Regions from separate parts of the Arabidopsis thaliana genome. Here regions 2 and 3 are each linked to region 1. A link is a contact called in public capture Hi-C data. All regions are on one chromosome and are shown on one strand. The core of a region is the stretch at or near the end of the contact, and the rest is flanking DNA. Distances in the headings are between cores, read along the strand shown.

What was found. Capture Hi-C pulls out chosen DNA fragments and counts their contacts.
Region 2: a capture Hi-C map of seedling shows a contact between it and region 1, with 2.7 times the contacts expected there. The contact joins the promoter of CAC2 here to the promoter of PAP26 in region 1. A contact is called at or near these places in 1 of 26 Hi-C or Micro-C datasets (root) and 1 of 3 other capture datasets (seedling).
Region 3: a contact with region 1 is called in a capture Hi-C map of seedling, with 2.4 times the contacts expected there. The contact joins the promoter of AT5G35160 here to the promoter of PAP26 in region 1. A contact is called at or near these places in 2 of 26 Hi-C or Micro-C datasets (callus and root) and 1 of 3 other capture datasets (seedling).

The regions. Positions count from the first base shown.
Region 1 is chr5:13,109,487-13,114,524 of TAIR10.1, reverse strand. It overlaps PAP26 (purple acid phosphatase 26), which reads left to right and starts at 2,869. Exons shown (of 9, transcript NM_122874.4): 1 at 2,869-3,142; 2 at 3,276-3,676; 3 at 3,749-3,860; 4 at 3,999-4,225; 5 at 4,573-4,711; 6 at 4,878-5,038. The coding sequence starts at 3,308.
Region 2 is chr5:13,581,697-13,586,734 of TAIR10.1, reverse strand. CAC2 (acetyl Co-enzyme a carboxylase biotin carboxylase subunit) reads right to left here and starts at 2,631. Exons shown (of 16, transcript NM_122927.4): 1 at 2,388-2,631; 2 at 1,947-2,290; 3 at 1,728-1,869; 4 at 1,488-1,586; 5 at 1,340-1,396; 6 at 1,065-1,136; 7 at 612-701; 8 at 416-475; 9 at 1-110. The coding sequence starts at 2,435.
Region 3 is chr5:13,412,684-13,417,721 of TAIR10.1, reverse strand. AT5G35160 (Endomembrane protein 70 protein family) reads right to left here and starts at 3,051. Exons shown (of 2, transcript NM_001344097.1): 1 at 2,939-3,051; 2 at 277-2,849. The coding sequence starts at 2,777. The coding sequence ends at 801. It also overlaps the pseudogene AT5G35150.

The sequences.
Region 1 (5,038 bases), core at 1,620-4,119:
TTTATTCAGATTTGCTTGATTCTAAATGTTGTTAGTCTGTTTATCCAATGTTGATGGATTAATATTTTTGCTTGTGTTAAGATGACCGTATACTTTACAATGATCAGTTTTTTTAACGTGTTTTTTATTTTTATGTGTTTTCAATCTCTCGAGATTTTAATAGTGTTTTAGAAATATTTTATTGATTATCATTGATTTGATTAGATGTGGATCTTAGTGAGCAATATAAGCATGTTTTCTAATTTGAATAAAAGAGATTTATAAGTCGGTAATCCTTTTAATTTAGTTTCATCGAAAGAAAATCTTGGGAAATAGTTTTTGGTGACAATACTTTTTACCCTCATGGATTGTTGGTGAGATAAGTAGTGTACACTAGCGATATTAGCCGTTAGTAAAATACTTTCATGCATTATGAATTTTGGTAAGTAGTGTACACTAGCGATATGTGCCCATAAAAATATATGTAATAGGTAATCTTGAACTATCTATAACTAAACTTAAAATATTAGTTTGTTCATGTGATATATCATGTGTATATGATAATGTTGACCATTTAATACGTGAATTTCGTATGTGGCCAAATAAAACAACACAAAAATGTTGACCAGCCATTTTACAAATACAAAAACGTTGACTTGGCCAAAAAGCCAAAAACACCACAACGTTATATGTCGTTAACAGAAACGATAACAGAAGTTAATCATTTCGTTATTATCTAAAACGACGTCGTTTTGTGCTTAACACAAACCACAAAATCCCAATTCGATTTTTCAATCCCTAAATCTCAAAATCCCCAAATCTTCAAATCCCTAAATCCCCAAATCGATTTTTCAGTTTCATTGCCATGTTAGCAAAACCGCGTCGCCACGTCAGTAATCGCTGACATGTATTAATGAACTCAGCCGTAAAATAATATAATGGCAGGGACGGCTGAGTTACGATATGTTGCGGCTGATTTAAGAAAAAATGGCTGAGTTATGAGAAAACAGCTAACTTATAGTATAACTGAGCGTAGAATTACGGTTGACTTAATGAAAATTTTTATGAGTTATGAGATAATCCAACCTACATTACGGCTGACTTAAAGAGATTTGTCTGAGTTATGAGAATTTCAAGAATAACCCAGCCTAAGTTACGACTGAGTTTTTACCTAATGGTTGATTGTCAAAACTTTGGCTGAGTTATTCTCTTGACACGGTTGAGTTAACTTTTTCGACTGGCTGAGTTATCAAAGACGGCTTAGTTATGGGATGTCCTTACAACTGATTTATGTTCGAGTGTCATAAATCAGCCGTAATGAGCTGGATTAACGGATAACTCGGCCTAGTTACGGCTGACTTAGTAGCAAAAGATTAATTACTTTAATAGCAAGCAATTACGACCGACTTATTAAACAATACAGATGAGTTAAAGATTGTAGGTTGAGTTACAACATTAAACGACTGAATTAACTTGTCGTTTTTTTTTTGTTTTTTAATTACTGTAATAGTATTCATGTTGCGGCTGACTTCTAGTTTTGTTTAATGGCTAATTTATTTAGGCAAATTTTCATGTTTGTTTGGTGGCTTACTTGCTACTTCATCAATTAAAAAATTACGTCGATGTAACATTTCATTTCATCATCATTAAAAGAAATACGAAACATCTTTTTTTCAACTCGTCTTTTTCACCTGAGTTTTTCACATCACTGGAACTTCCAATTCGTCATCGTCTTCCTCATTCTTTTTCATTTTCTTACATCCTTCGCCCGATATAATCAATCCGGTTCTAGAAATTGTTATTTGTGGTAACTGGGTAAAGAATTTGTATTTAACACTAACGATAGAGGGTGAAGAGTTGTGCAAATTTATGCGGAAAGAACGCACGATAAGCTTGTAAAGTTGGTGTTCGATGACTATGGTTTGAATGAGTTGAGCCATCAGTTAAAGCTGAGCTACATGTTCTCGAACAAGGCTATGAAAAATATGTATATTCGTAATAACTTAGCCGTAATATGTAGATTTCCGCGACCTTTCATCTTATGTGTAGCATTATAATTCAGCCGTAACATGTAAATTTGCTGCGAAACAATAACAGGGAGGGAAACCAAAACGTTCCTCTTAATGAGGTGGATTATCATAATTTTCATTAATCATTTTTAGTTATAAATAATAATAAAAAATCTTAATTAAAAAAAACTAATCAAGAGTGTTAATTTTAATTACACAATTGCACAAAATATATAAGTAATGTTTAGAGAATGTATGATATTCTAACAATATTCCAACTTTCTATAACATTTCAGTAAATATTTCATATATTTTGGGTAATAAGTTTGGCACTTTTTAAATTCACTAAAATAAATCTAAAATTCTTAATTTATTTTTCTTATCACCATTATATCTTTGCCGGCTTGCTGCGCCTTACGCTAATAACTATTCTAATAGACTAATAAAAGGAGAGTGAAGCCCTATTTAACGCCCCGACCGTTCCTATATGTGGATCCTACGTCCTCTCTCAGCCCCATGAGCACACCCCTGTCCGACGGTCGGTATGCCACGTCCGAGAAGCTTTAAAGACTTGTTACCACATGATATTTTCTCTTGCTTTATCCTCACTCGCATAGTTCCGACAATCATTTATCGGAAGGTCACCCATCATAAAACTATTCCAGTTCAAACACTCATAACTGTGAAATTCTTTTTTGAATCAAAACCTTTGACCGAAAAAGATAACTACTCTTTGGTGACATATATAGCCAAATCAATTCTTTTATATTTTTCCGCATGAACTATTATATTTTTGAAACTGAAGTATTATATCCTACTTTTATATATATATATATATATAATATAATTAAACTTAAAAATCAAATTAAAAACTTTGCGTCGTAGATGCTCTTAGAAACTTTTTCTCCAGCGATATCGTGGAAGTCTTGAGTCCAAACTTTTTCTTGACACCAAACTATTTCTAAGAATATCAAATTAGTTAAAAGGTTACGTTATGCACTTTAATGCTTAAGACCCAATCCATTTCCCTCAACCAATCATAAATCTCCACGTATGTGGTCACCTTCTTCGATAGCTCATTCATACATATCCGACGGGCTTATTAATGTCATCGAGACGATAATCTCCCAAATGTCATCTCCTTCATCTCTCAGGTAATATCCATAACCTCTCTCTCGATTTCTTCAGATCTTAAAATCACAACGAATTTCTCAGATTGTATCTTAAGATTTGCTTCATTCTAGATTTGAAATCAACATTCAGATTCGCGATTCTTTGTGGCTACAGGTAAAAAAACTGAGTCGAGATTTGGTGACGTGATGAATCATTTGGTGATAATCTCTGTGTTCTTGAGCTCAGTATTGTTGTTATATAGAGGAGAATCTGGAATCACAAGTAGTTTTATTCGATCTGAATGGCCTGCGGTTGATATACCACTTGATCATCATGTTTTCAAAGTCCCAAAAGGATATAATGCACCACAACAAGTACACATAACTCAAGGTGATTATGATGGTAAAGCTGTTATCATCTCTTGGGTTACACCTGATGAACCTGGTTCTAGCCAAGTACATTACGGTGCGGTTCAGGGGAAATATGAGTTTGTTGCTCAAGGGACTTACCATAACTACACGTTTTACAAGTATAAGTCTGGCTTTATTCATCACTGCCTTGTCTCTGACCTTGAGGTATCTGAGTTTATATTTTATATTTGGTGGTTAGATTACATACAAATGCTGATTTTCTTTTTTTGTTATCAGCATGATACAAAATACTATTACAAGATTGAAAGCGGTGAATCTTCTCGAGAGTTTTGGTTTGTTACACCACCACATGTACATCCAGATGCTTCCTACAAGTTTGGTATTATAGGTTAGTAGTTTGATCTAAATGCAACTGTGCTTTAAGATTCATTGCAGAGGTAGTTTGTAGTATTGTTTCAATGAGAGTTACTTGACTTGTTTCTCTAGCTCTGTACTAGCCAAACTCAGTTTTACTTACGAATTGTAGGCGATATGGGTCAGACATTCAACTCGTTATCCACGTTGGAACATTACATGGAGAGTGGAGCTCAGGCTGTTTTATTTCTTGGAGATCTTTCTTATGCTGATAGATATCAGTATAATGACGTTGGTGTGAGATGGGATAGCTGGGGTCGTTTTGTGGAGCGTAGTACCGCTTATCAACCGTGGCTTTGGTCTGCAGGAAATCATGAAGTAGATTACATGCCATACATGGTTAATATCTGATTCATCTTATACTTACTTTCTACCTAGCCAAGTAACATATAGGTTATGCATAAATTCGACTCCTATGGAATTTAAAATAGTGAGTGGTTCGAACTGCTACGGTTTTTGCATTTTAACAGTTTCTCAGACAGATCAATGGAAAAGGTTCTTAAGAAAGTATGCTGAAGATTAGAAGATATAAATGAACTGGTTACATGAATTTTGATATGATTAAATATAGGACAGGAAAATGAAAAATTCATTATAGCTATTACTTGTAATTTCTATTCCGATTGTGCGCTTGACTTCTGTTTTTGCTTCTCCTAAGAGTTCTCAAACATGTAAAACATTTACAGGGGGAGGTGACACCTTTCAGGAATTACCTTCAGCGTTACACTACGCCTTACTTAGCCTCAAAAAGTAGCAGTCCTCTTTGGTACGCTGTTAGGCGTGCATCTGCTCATATCATTGTCCTCTCCAGCTATTCGCCTTTTGGTAATACCTTAACTGCTCAACAACATCCCCTGCTTCTAACTTTTTTGTTCTTTACTTTATAAGTAAAAGATTTACCCAAATGAGTGGTTAAGCATGACTCTTTCTTATAAGTAAAAGATTTACCCAAATGAGTGGTTAAGCATGACTCTTTCTGTGTGTTGTACAGTGAAGTATACCCCGCAATGGCACTGGCTTAGTGAAGAGCTTACAAGAGTTGATAGGGAGAAAACACCTTGGCTAATTGTTTTGATGCACGTCCCAATATACAACAGTAATGAAGCACATTTCATGGAGGGTGAAAGCATGCGAGCAGCTTTTGAGGAGTGG
Region 2 (5,038 bases), core at 1,382-3,881, 470 kb before region 1:
ATGTACCCAATGGATGCTGCTGCTGCGACTGCTGCATCACCCATGGCTTTTCGCAATTCAGCGGTCAATGCTGGAGAAGGTGCTTCTTCCAGAAGCTTTTGGTTACGCCTCTGTTGTCAGGGGAAGATATAATTAAATGATCCAGATGGTTTTAGATGTCATACAAGAATTGAAAGAAAGCAGCAAGAGGTATACTCAAATTCTGAGAACTAGTATCGAAGTTCGAGTTATCTTAGCAATTAGTACAGGAAAAAATCAGTTTAGCAGATCATGCAGCTGGGATATGACATGCAAGTGCAGTAATTAGGCTGAAGTAAATTTATTCCTGTTTTCATATATTCAGTTACATTTATTCTTGGAGCACTATGCAACAATTGATGGTAATGAAATTATAAAAAACCTAAGAGGAAGATACCTGGATGCTGCAGTCACGCTCACCAAAGTGAACAACATTTCCAAATTTATCTGCCAGCACCTGAAATACAAGAGGTACAGAGAGAAAATATGGCTTTGGGATCAATAATGTGTATCACTAGACCATCAACTCACAAGAATCATCTTTTGCTAAAACCTCAACTGTTTTGAACAACTTCTCCTGATAAAATGCATACCTGGAACTCAATATGTCTAGGGTTTTGTACGAACTTCTCCAGATAACATCCATCATTCCCAAAAGCAGCAGCAGCCTCGCTCTTAGCTTGCTGTCGATAAAAAAATTAAGCCAAGTTCAATAAAGGGAAGTCGAATCTTTTGTGGAATTTTCATTTAAGAAAACTGTGACTATAAAGGCAAGCGGAAAGCATACAATCTGGTTGTTTAATTGATATCAATGGTCAGTATTACTAGATTTAAGCTACTACACTTCCAGCTTTCACAACTATACAGTTGTCTAAATTTCGAAATGTGGCAAACATCATGAGATTACACCTTTACATTGTCTGAGTTAGAAAGAAATAAAGAATCTGTGACAATACTGCAATTATGCTTATGGAGAACTTGATCCCTGGACTCATTAAAAATTCTATCAGAGGAATTGTTGGTTCAGATTTACATGATTGTCATACCTGCAACAGTTTTACAAACTCTCCCGGTTCCTTAGCAAGACGCATTCCACGTCCACCACCACCAGCTGTTGCCTTGAAACCAGAAAAGTGAGAACAGTCAGTTTTTGTAACTATAAGCATATCAATAAGTACAGGGAGACAAGCTGAGCATAAAATAAACATACTTAAATTTGTGTCTTTTCAAGCAGACCAATTTTGAGAATCCAGTTTATCGGTTACATAAAAGAAAGTATGAAATACAAATTTAACTCCAAATCCAATCAAGTTAATATTACCTTGATCATTACAGGGAAACCAATCTCATTGGCGACCCTGACAGCTTCTTCTGTACTCTGCAATAAGACAAAATAAAACATTCAAATCCCAAGACTTCTCTTGACATGCAAAAACTTGAAATACTAAACTGATAATCTAAAAAAATACCTGCAATAGCCCATCACTCCCTGGTACAGTGGGAACCCCTGCATTTTTCATTGTCTCTCTTGCAGTCGCTTTGTCTCCCATAACACGGATGCTATCAGGCTACAGATAGAAAAGACGAAATACCGATAAATCAGATACTGAAATCTTCCTTCTCTCCAACAAAAGAAAGCTAGGGCTGAACTGAGACTAATGAAGTTCTGCAAAGTCTATAAAGTCTTTGAAGAGATATAAGACACTTACATTAGGTCCAATAAAATTGATCCCATGGTCTCTACACATTTCAACAAAGAGAGCGTTCTCCGAAAGAAAACCATATCCAGGATGAAGCATTGTACATCCACGGCTAATAGCCGCAGACAGAACATTCGGAATCACCAAATACCTACACACAAAAGGACAAGAATTCAACACTAGTTCATTCTCTACACAACAAGATCAATCATTTTGTTCCACACTTACGACTGGTTACTAGGAGCTTCACCAATACAAACAGCTTCATCAGCTAATTTAACATGAAGAGCATCTTTATCTATAGTAGAATACACAGCAACACAAGGAATCCCCATTTCATGAGCAGTTCTGATAACACGAACTGCAATTTCACCTCGATTCGCTACGAGAATCTTATCACCACCACTGCATGTAACACCAAGACCACCACTAGTAGCTCTCTTGAGTTTCTTCTGGCTAACCTTTAGAGTTTGAGTTCTTTGTCTAGGGAAGTTAACTTTGCTTGGCATCATTAAGTTACATAGTGAACTTCTGATAACTCCTCCTCCTCCTGACTTCCCTAAGGCTAAAGACTTCATATAACAGATTTAACAGATTCAGAGACATGAAACAGAGAAACAGAGAAACAGAGATTGACGAATTTCAAATTAATAGCGTTTTGGTGCTTACGGGTGGAGAAGTAATGGATTTGGAATTGGTAATCATAGAAGCGTCCATTTCCAAATGCAGGAGGCAAATCCTGGTTTAGCAATGGAAAGGAAGTGAGGGAAACCTCGTGATTATCGAAACAGATCTAATTGTTGAGAGAGAGAGAGAGAATGAAATGTTGAGAGTGAAACTCTGAGATATTGAATCCTCCGCCCGACTGGTTTGATTTGGTGGATTTTGTGCCAACTCTAAACGCAAACACGGAACGCAAACTCGGAACGCAAACGTGGAACGCAGACTCTTTTAAAGATAAATTATATGGGTCATGGGCCAGACTGGTTTCAATGTTTCTTATGGGTCTTTTTTTTTTTTTTTTTGTCGGCCAACATTATATTGATAAAGCCCATTAAGCTTACAAGGATGAAAAAGGTCTTATGGGTCCAGTTTACACTTAATTACATATGTAACAAATTTAATTATATACATCAAGAAAACCAAGTTGCAAAGATACTCATTTTTTAATTTTGATTATCATCTTTCAACTTATTGCTTTGCTTTTATGTTGTTATATGGGTTGAAACATCAATGGAAGAGTCTAGTTCTAAATTTATTTTCAGAGGCTATGATCATATCTTATATTGTTTTATTTTATTTCTGGGTTTGTGCAAAAAACCTTCAAATTCGACCATTTTTGCAACTTTATCTTTCACATCAAAAATGAAAAATAATCTTATGAAGTTCAGAATAATACACATACTATGTCAGTACCCGTGCTACGCACGGTATTCTTGGTTTAATCAATCATCAAATCTCAATTATGTATATATTACAAATCTACTATATTTTCTTTGTTTGTAAATATGTAGTTGTATATCATATATTATTGGTATTAACTAAATATATTTAGTCTCCTCAGCTTGTATTTTGTTTAGTATATGTAGTCTCCTCAGGAGGCAATCCTCGTGAGTATCGAAATAGATCTAATCGCAGAAGAAACGCTGTATTTGTTCTTCACAGAGAGAGAGAGAGATATTGAAATGTTGAGAGTGAAACTGTGAGATATATTGAATCCTCCGCCTGAATGGTTTTAATTTGGTGGATTTTGTGCCAACTCTAAACGTCGAACGCAAACGCTGAACGCTGAACGCTGAACGCAAACGCTTTTAAAGTTTTGTTTGTTTGTTTATTTAAATAATAATGTGTCATAAGAAGATATATTATATAAGGTTTCAATGTTTTTTATTGGTCCAGTGCACACTTAATTACATATGCACCAAATTTAATCATATACATCAAGAAAACCAAGTTCCAAAGATAATCATCTTCGAACCTATCTCAAATTTTAAATATTTTTGTTTTGCTTTTCTGTTGTTATATGGGTTGAAACATCATTGGAAGAGTCTAATTTTAAATTTATTTTTAGAGGCTATGATCTATATATCCTATATTGTTGTATTTTATTTTTGGGTTTTGTGCAAAAACAACTTTCAAATTCGTCTATTTTTGCAATTTTATCTTTCACATAAAAAAATGCAAAATACTTATGAATTTCAAAATAATACGCAAATTAACTTTTTTGCTATTGTCAAAAATTCAATTTTTTGATAAATAATACTTATTTCTTCAATAGATTGCTATATTGGAAGAGTCTAATTCAAAAACAAATGTATGTGATCATGAAAATATTTACAATATATGTAAATTTGCAAAAAAATGGCTATATTTCGCATTATTTTTAAAATTTATAGGATTATTTGCATTTTTTTAACGTGAAGGGTAAAGCTGCAACAATATACAATTTCAGTTTTTTTTGCACAAAACCCTTTATTTATATTGTGTTACTAGATTATACTTATTTCTTCTTTGATTTTCATATTTATTTTAGTTCAAATTCACCTTTGTAAACTGGAAGTCTTGATACATGTAACAAAATATCAATTTTGACCATCATGCAAGGAAATGAAGTTGAAAAGATCTATCTCTATTATCTATTTTGGATATTTGACTATTTTCGATAATATTCGTGTGTCATTTTATTTATGTAATATTTAACAAAATAATTGTTGTGATATATTTATCAAATAATATTTTCTTACCTCTTCCATATCTCAAATAAATTTATGTACTTTATTTTTAACATTGAATTTAGTTTTTGTGATCTAATAGATAAGTATATAAAAATCGTTATACTATGTATTTTATTTAAGGTTTCAAAATTAAGTGCTTTTGTTCGTAGCATCTTCTATTATTGACTAGAAATGATTTTAGTTATAATAGTCTATATGAAGTAGATCAGTTATAATTTAAGGGACAAAATCATAGAAAAATAATTTGAATTCACAGGCTAAGTTGAGACAAAATCAAATTCGATCGCCTAACTTTTGAGTTTTGCTGCTAAGAAGGTGTTATTGGTTGATGAATTTTTAATTTAAAATTTTTTCAGATTCCACATTTATTCGTTAATGGATTATTATATTCTTAGTATATTCTAGTGTTATTGCTTTGATGACTTTTAAACTCCATCCACAATTTCTTGTTATTCAAAAAGTTTAGTTATCACTGATTTTACAATTCTATTAAATTCTCATGTTATTGGGACATGAATTCTCTTCGACACAACTTTCAAAATCTCTTAAAAATAAAACTCAAAAAACCCAAAAAAATCAATCTTT
Region 3 (5,038 bases), core at 1,802-4,301, 300 kb before region 1:
ACGCAATTTAACATTTTTCCGCCAAAAATGATATTCAACATTTTTCCGCCAAAAACGCAATTTAACATTTTTCCGCCAAAAAACGCAATTTAACATTTTCCCGCCAAAGACGCAATTCAACCTTTTTCCCATCAAATTTATATGTAATACAGAAAATAAATATAATTTAAAATATATTTATAAGCAAAATATAGATATAACATACATATAATAGTATATTAACAGTTAAACATAAACTCTAAAAAAATGATAAAAACTAAGTTGGATACCCACGGGTAGTCTCGTAACAATCAGGTTTTTTGGAGCTTTACCCACTATATCAAAAACCCATCTGGGTTTTCTAAAGTTGGGTTTTTGGTGGACGGGTTTATTTTGGATTCAGGTCGGGCTGAGCTTTTTTACCCACCACAACATCTCTACCAAAATGTCAATTCTAGTTCTAGAAAACAAGAGATGAAAAGGCAACGGTCACCAACATGGTAGAGTGTGTATTCTATAGTAATCAAAACCGAACAGAACCAAAATTAATCTTAAACATTAAGGAAAAAAATAAACATTTTCAAGTTCAGAGGCATTACCATAAAAGATGCAACAAGATGAGAAAAACAAGAAAGAGGAAACAAATTTTCTTACACGATGAAAAGGAAAATTTGAAGCTTCCAATATGACACAATGAACCCTTACACTTCCTTGTTGGAGCAATTGAATGATTTGATTGATGCCTTTGCTTAAACGATATCTCAGTTCTCTCCAAAAAGTTATACAATCTCTTTAAGCCAATAAGCCTCTGGTCTGATTCCTTAGTCAAGTTTCACCGAAGAAAACAAGTAGTGTACGAACCAGAAGGAAGAGAGGAAACCAACGGTACCTGTTGCGAGCATGATAGCCAGGACCATAAAGAGAGAGTAGCCGAGATAAAGAGTCGCTGAAACGGGTCCACTCAAGCTTTTGAGGTCGAAGACGAGATAGTTTATGGAGTATATGAAGATGTAGATTGCAACGGATCCAGATGCAAAGAAGGATTTCCACCACCACTTATAGTCTTCAACGCACAGGTGCATGTATGTTAGCACTAGGGAAACCTCGGCACACACTACGACAAGAAGGATCAAGACTACAAAAAGGAATCCAAAGACGTAGTAGACACGGCCCATCCAGATGCTGGACATGATAAAGAAAAGCTCGATGAAGAGGGTACCGAATGGAAGTGTTCCAGCGCCAAGAACCAGAAGCCAGGATGGGTATTTCTGAGCGGGGATTTCCCGGGGAATTTGGTTTGTTCGAACTGGGAATTCAATGTGAGGAGCCTTGGCTCCAAAGTAACCACCGATAAGAGTTAGAGGAACCGAGATGCAAAACCACAGGAGGAGGAGGATGACAAATAGAGAGAAAGGAATGGCTCCAGTGCTATGGCTACCCCATAGAAGGAAGTTCAGCGTTGTAAGGATCAGAAACGCAATACCCGGGAAAAAGCAAGCAGCTTTCCATGCGACAGACATCCATCCACGGTGTTCGCCACAACCAATTGTCCTCCAAAGACGAACAGAAACATAACCAGCTGCAATGCCAAGAATCATGTAGAAGAAGAGCATACCAGTAATAAGTGTTCCACGTGAAGCCGGTGACATGAACCCTAGAGCAGCAAACAAAATGGTAACAACAGCCATGCCAAGAATCTGAACTCCGTCACCAACCATGACACACAATAGCGAGGCATTTGATGGAGCACGGAAAACATCACCCACAACAAGCTTCCATCCAGACAACTCTTCGTTCATCTGAGCTTGAGCCTCCTTGTCAAGCTCCTCATAACGAGTCAAATCCCGCCTAACAGTTCTCAAGAATATCACCAGAACAATACCAGCCAAGAAAGTGATTACCATAAGAGAGTTCAAGATTGAGAACCAATGAACCTTCGAACCCTCCATCTTCAAGTACGCATCCCATCTAGATGGCCATTTGATGTCACTCTCCTCAAAACTGACTTCATAAGAGAAGACAATAGACTGACCTTCCTTAACAGACATAGACACCCTAGTGGAATCACATTTAATCGGAGTAGTATATCTCTCATACATTTTCAACTTCTTCGTAGATTCACCATTATGAGCAAAGCTACAAGGAACAACCTCAAACCCAACAACCATATAACCAGGGACATCAGAATCTTTCTTCCCAATAGTCGGAATGACCTCAGCGGCATCACCAGTACCCATCACACGAGCCACATTAGCAGCTTCTTCATACTTATGAACAAGAACCTTAAACTTCAAATGATTAAAAACATAATAAACATCCTGAACCTTAATCCCAACAGGATAACCAGTCCACCTCAAAACATACCCATCTCTCTTAGTATACCGAATCGCCGGTAAATTGTCAAGCATAGGATTAACTTGATACATCTCATCAATCCTCTTCTTCAAAAGCTTCAAACTATCAGCAGACAATTTATCAGTCTGACAAAGAAAGATCTCACTCTCATTCTTAAACATTCTAAACCTATAAGGCGAATTCTCAATCCGATCTCCCATAAGAAGTTCACCTAAATTCTCAGCACTATCCTTAATTCCTTCACTGGGTTTACAAAAGGGTAAACTATAATAGCTAAAAGGCATTTCTGTTTCTATAGAAGTAAGTGAATTCACCTTCACGTTCAAGTAATCACCAACTTCATACTTATGTGGATAGCTTCCAGGAAGGTAAAACCCAAAACTTGATTGAATCACTAACAAAATCGCCAAAACCCAGATCCCAAATCGATCCATTGACCTCATATCTGGTTTAACAAATTGAGGAAACACCTTTTTAGATCCGGATCGGTGAATAGTCAAAGAAGAAGCTCAGATCTAGAAAATTCGAGGAAGGAGACAGATAAGTGGTTTGAGAAATGATGAGATTAGGGTTCTCGAAACGGGAAAAGGAGATCGGAACTCACCTATTCCGGGGAAGAGGAGATTTGGTAGCGAAGAAGTGAGAATTTCTCGGTGAAGGAACGCATGAGGCTTTTAATACGACGAGTGAAGACGAAGAAGAACACCGACGCATGTTAAAACTACGTTTGGACGAAATTACCCTCCATGACTCAAAATAATTACCACAATACCTACCGCACCGTCGGTTTTGTTTTCGTTTTACGTTAAACACCGTAAAGCATGACATTTCTTTTTTTTTTTCGTTCCGTAAAGTATAATTCATTTCAAAACTCCGTAAAGCATGACATTTCTTTTTTTTTTTCGTTCCGTAAAGTATAATTCATTTCAAAACTCAATTAAATTTTAGGAAATTTTTTTAAAAAAGAATATCTACAAAAAAAAATTGTCCATCTATTCTTATTTGGTGAGAAGGTTAATTTGGACTAAAATATTTATACATCTTATTTTAAGTTTTTTTCAAAAAAATATTCACATTAATATTTAGATACAGAAGAATAGAAATGTTTTGAAGTGTAATTCTATTTATTTATTAAAAAAAAAAAATTTGATAGATAAAGTTTAACTGAAATTTTTAAAACATGTTTTCTAGCGTTCTACAAAATTCAGACTGTGAATTTTACATTTCTATACAGATTCTATGAACTTTAGATTTTTTTCGTTTTGAATAATTCAGAATCCGAAAATCTGATTTCTAAAATTTTTACTTTATGATCTAAATACTTTGAAATAGCCATTCTATGAATTATTTCATCGTCTGCTAATGTTAATTAAAAAGTGTTATTTTTCGTTTAGAACTGACATTTTACTATTATTTAGATATGAGTTTCTGAACTTTTTAGAAAACTCTGAATATAGAAAGTGAATAAATAAATAAGGAAACTAAATATGTATTATAGATTACGTTTCAATTGTAATTTATTTAGTTTTTATTATGATTTAAAGATTGTAGTTTAAATATTTTCGTCTAAACCCTAGCAGCTCGTTTTTCCTTCTTCTTCCCTATTCAACAATATTTGTAGTCATCTTCATTTTATTTGTCTCCAAAATTTACTATATTTTTCCTTTCTTCTTCTATTCTACGATTTGTGCATATGGTTAATCGATGCACATCTACGTAAGGAGTGGTGTGTGGAGATTGTATGAATAATATGTTCTCAAGAACTTGTATCTAGTCGATCTAACAACTTCTAAGCACAATTCATGTTGTATGCATGAACAATGAAAACCAATATAACACATTATCTTGAAACAGTAACCGAACCTTGTTCTAGTCACTACAAGAAAACAGGCGATCACTGACTACAGAGGTAGTCGCTCAGTAGTCGTAAAACAAAATATCATACTAGAAGGCAACTAAACTCCGTAGTCGTTAATACATATTCGCTAAGTTGTGTAGTCGTATATTAGTCGTCATTTTACGACAAATATACGACTACTATACAAAAAGTATATAATAGTCGTGGTATAGTTGTATAATTGGGCGACTATTTAGCGACTAGGTTACGTAAATAATATTGTATGTGGGTATGATTCTTGTAGTCGTATCATAGTCACTAAAACATTTACGACTATGTGACGATTATTGAACGACTTATGGCCATTGTGAGTTAATAGTCGGTAATTTGGGTGACTATTTGACGTTAATTTTATGACTGTTTTACGACTGTTTTAGTACTATTTTGCGACTACGTTTTATGTCTGAATAAGAATTTGGTCATCGATTGTTGTGTTCTTGTTTGTTGTTTGCAATTGGGTTGTGTTCTTGTTTGTTGTTTGAAATGCTATAAAGTATTATAACACATTCATAAATGGAAAATCAAACATTGGAATTCAAATACATAAACACACATTATTCTTGTTCATAAACATCTTCTTGAAAGATTAGTTCAAAGTTCAAGGGAAAAGTGTTGGAAAATCTAAACCTATGGATCATTATGTGGAGGAGTTTCTGCTAGAGGCTTTGTCGATGTAGAAGAGTGAGTGGTCATGAAGTTTAGGAATTGCGGATCTGTTTCTCGCAGATATCTCTCGACTAAAGACAAGTGCTCGAGCTAGTCCTTTTGCTCAGCCGCAACTCGGGCTTACTCAGCTTCACGAGCAGC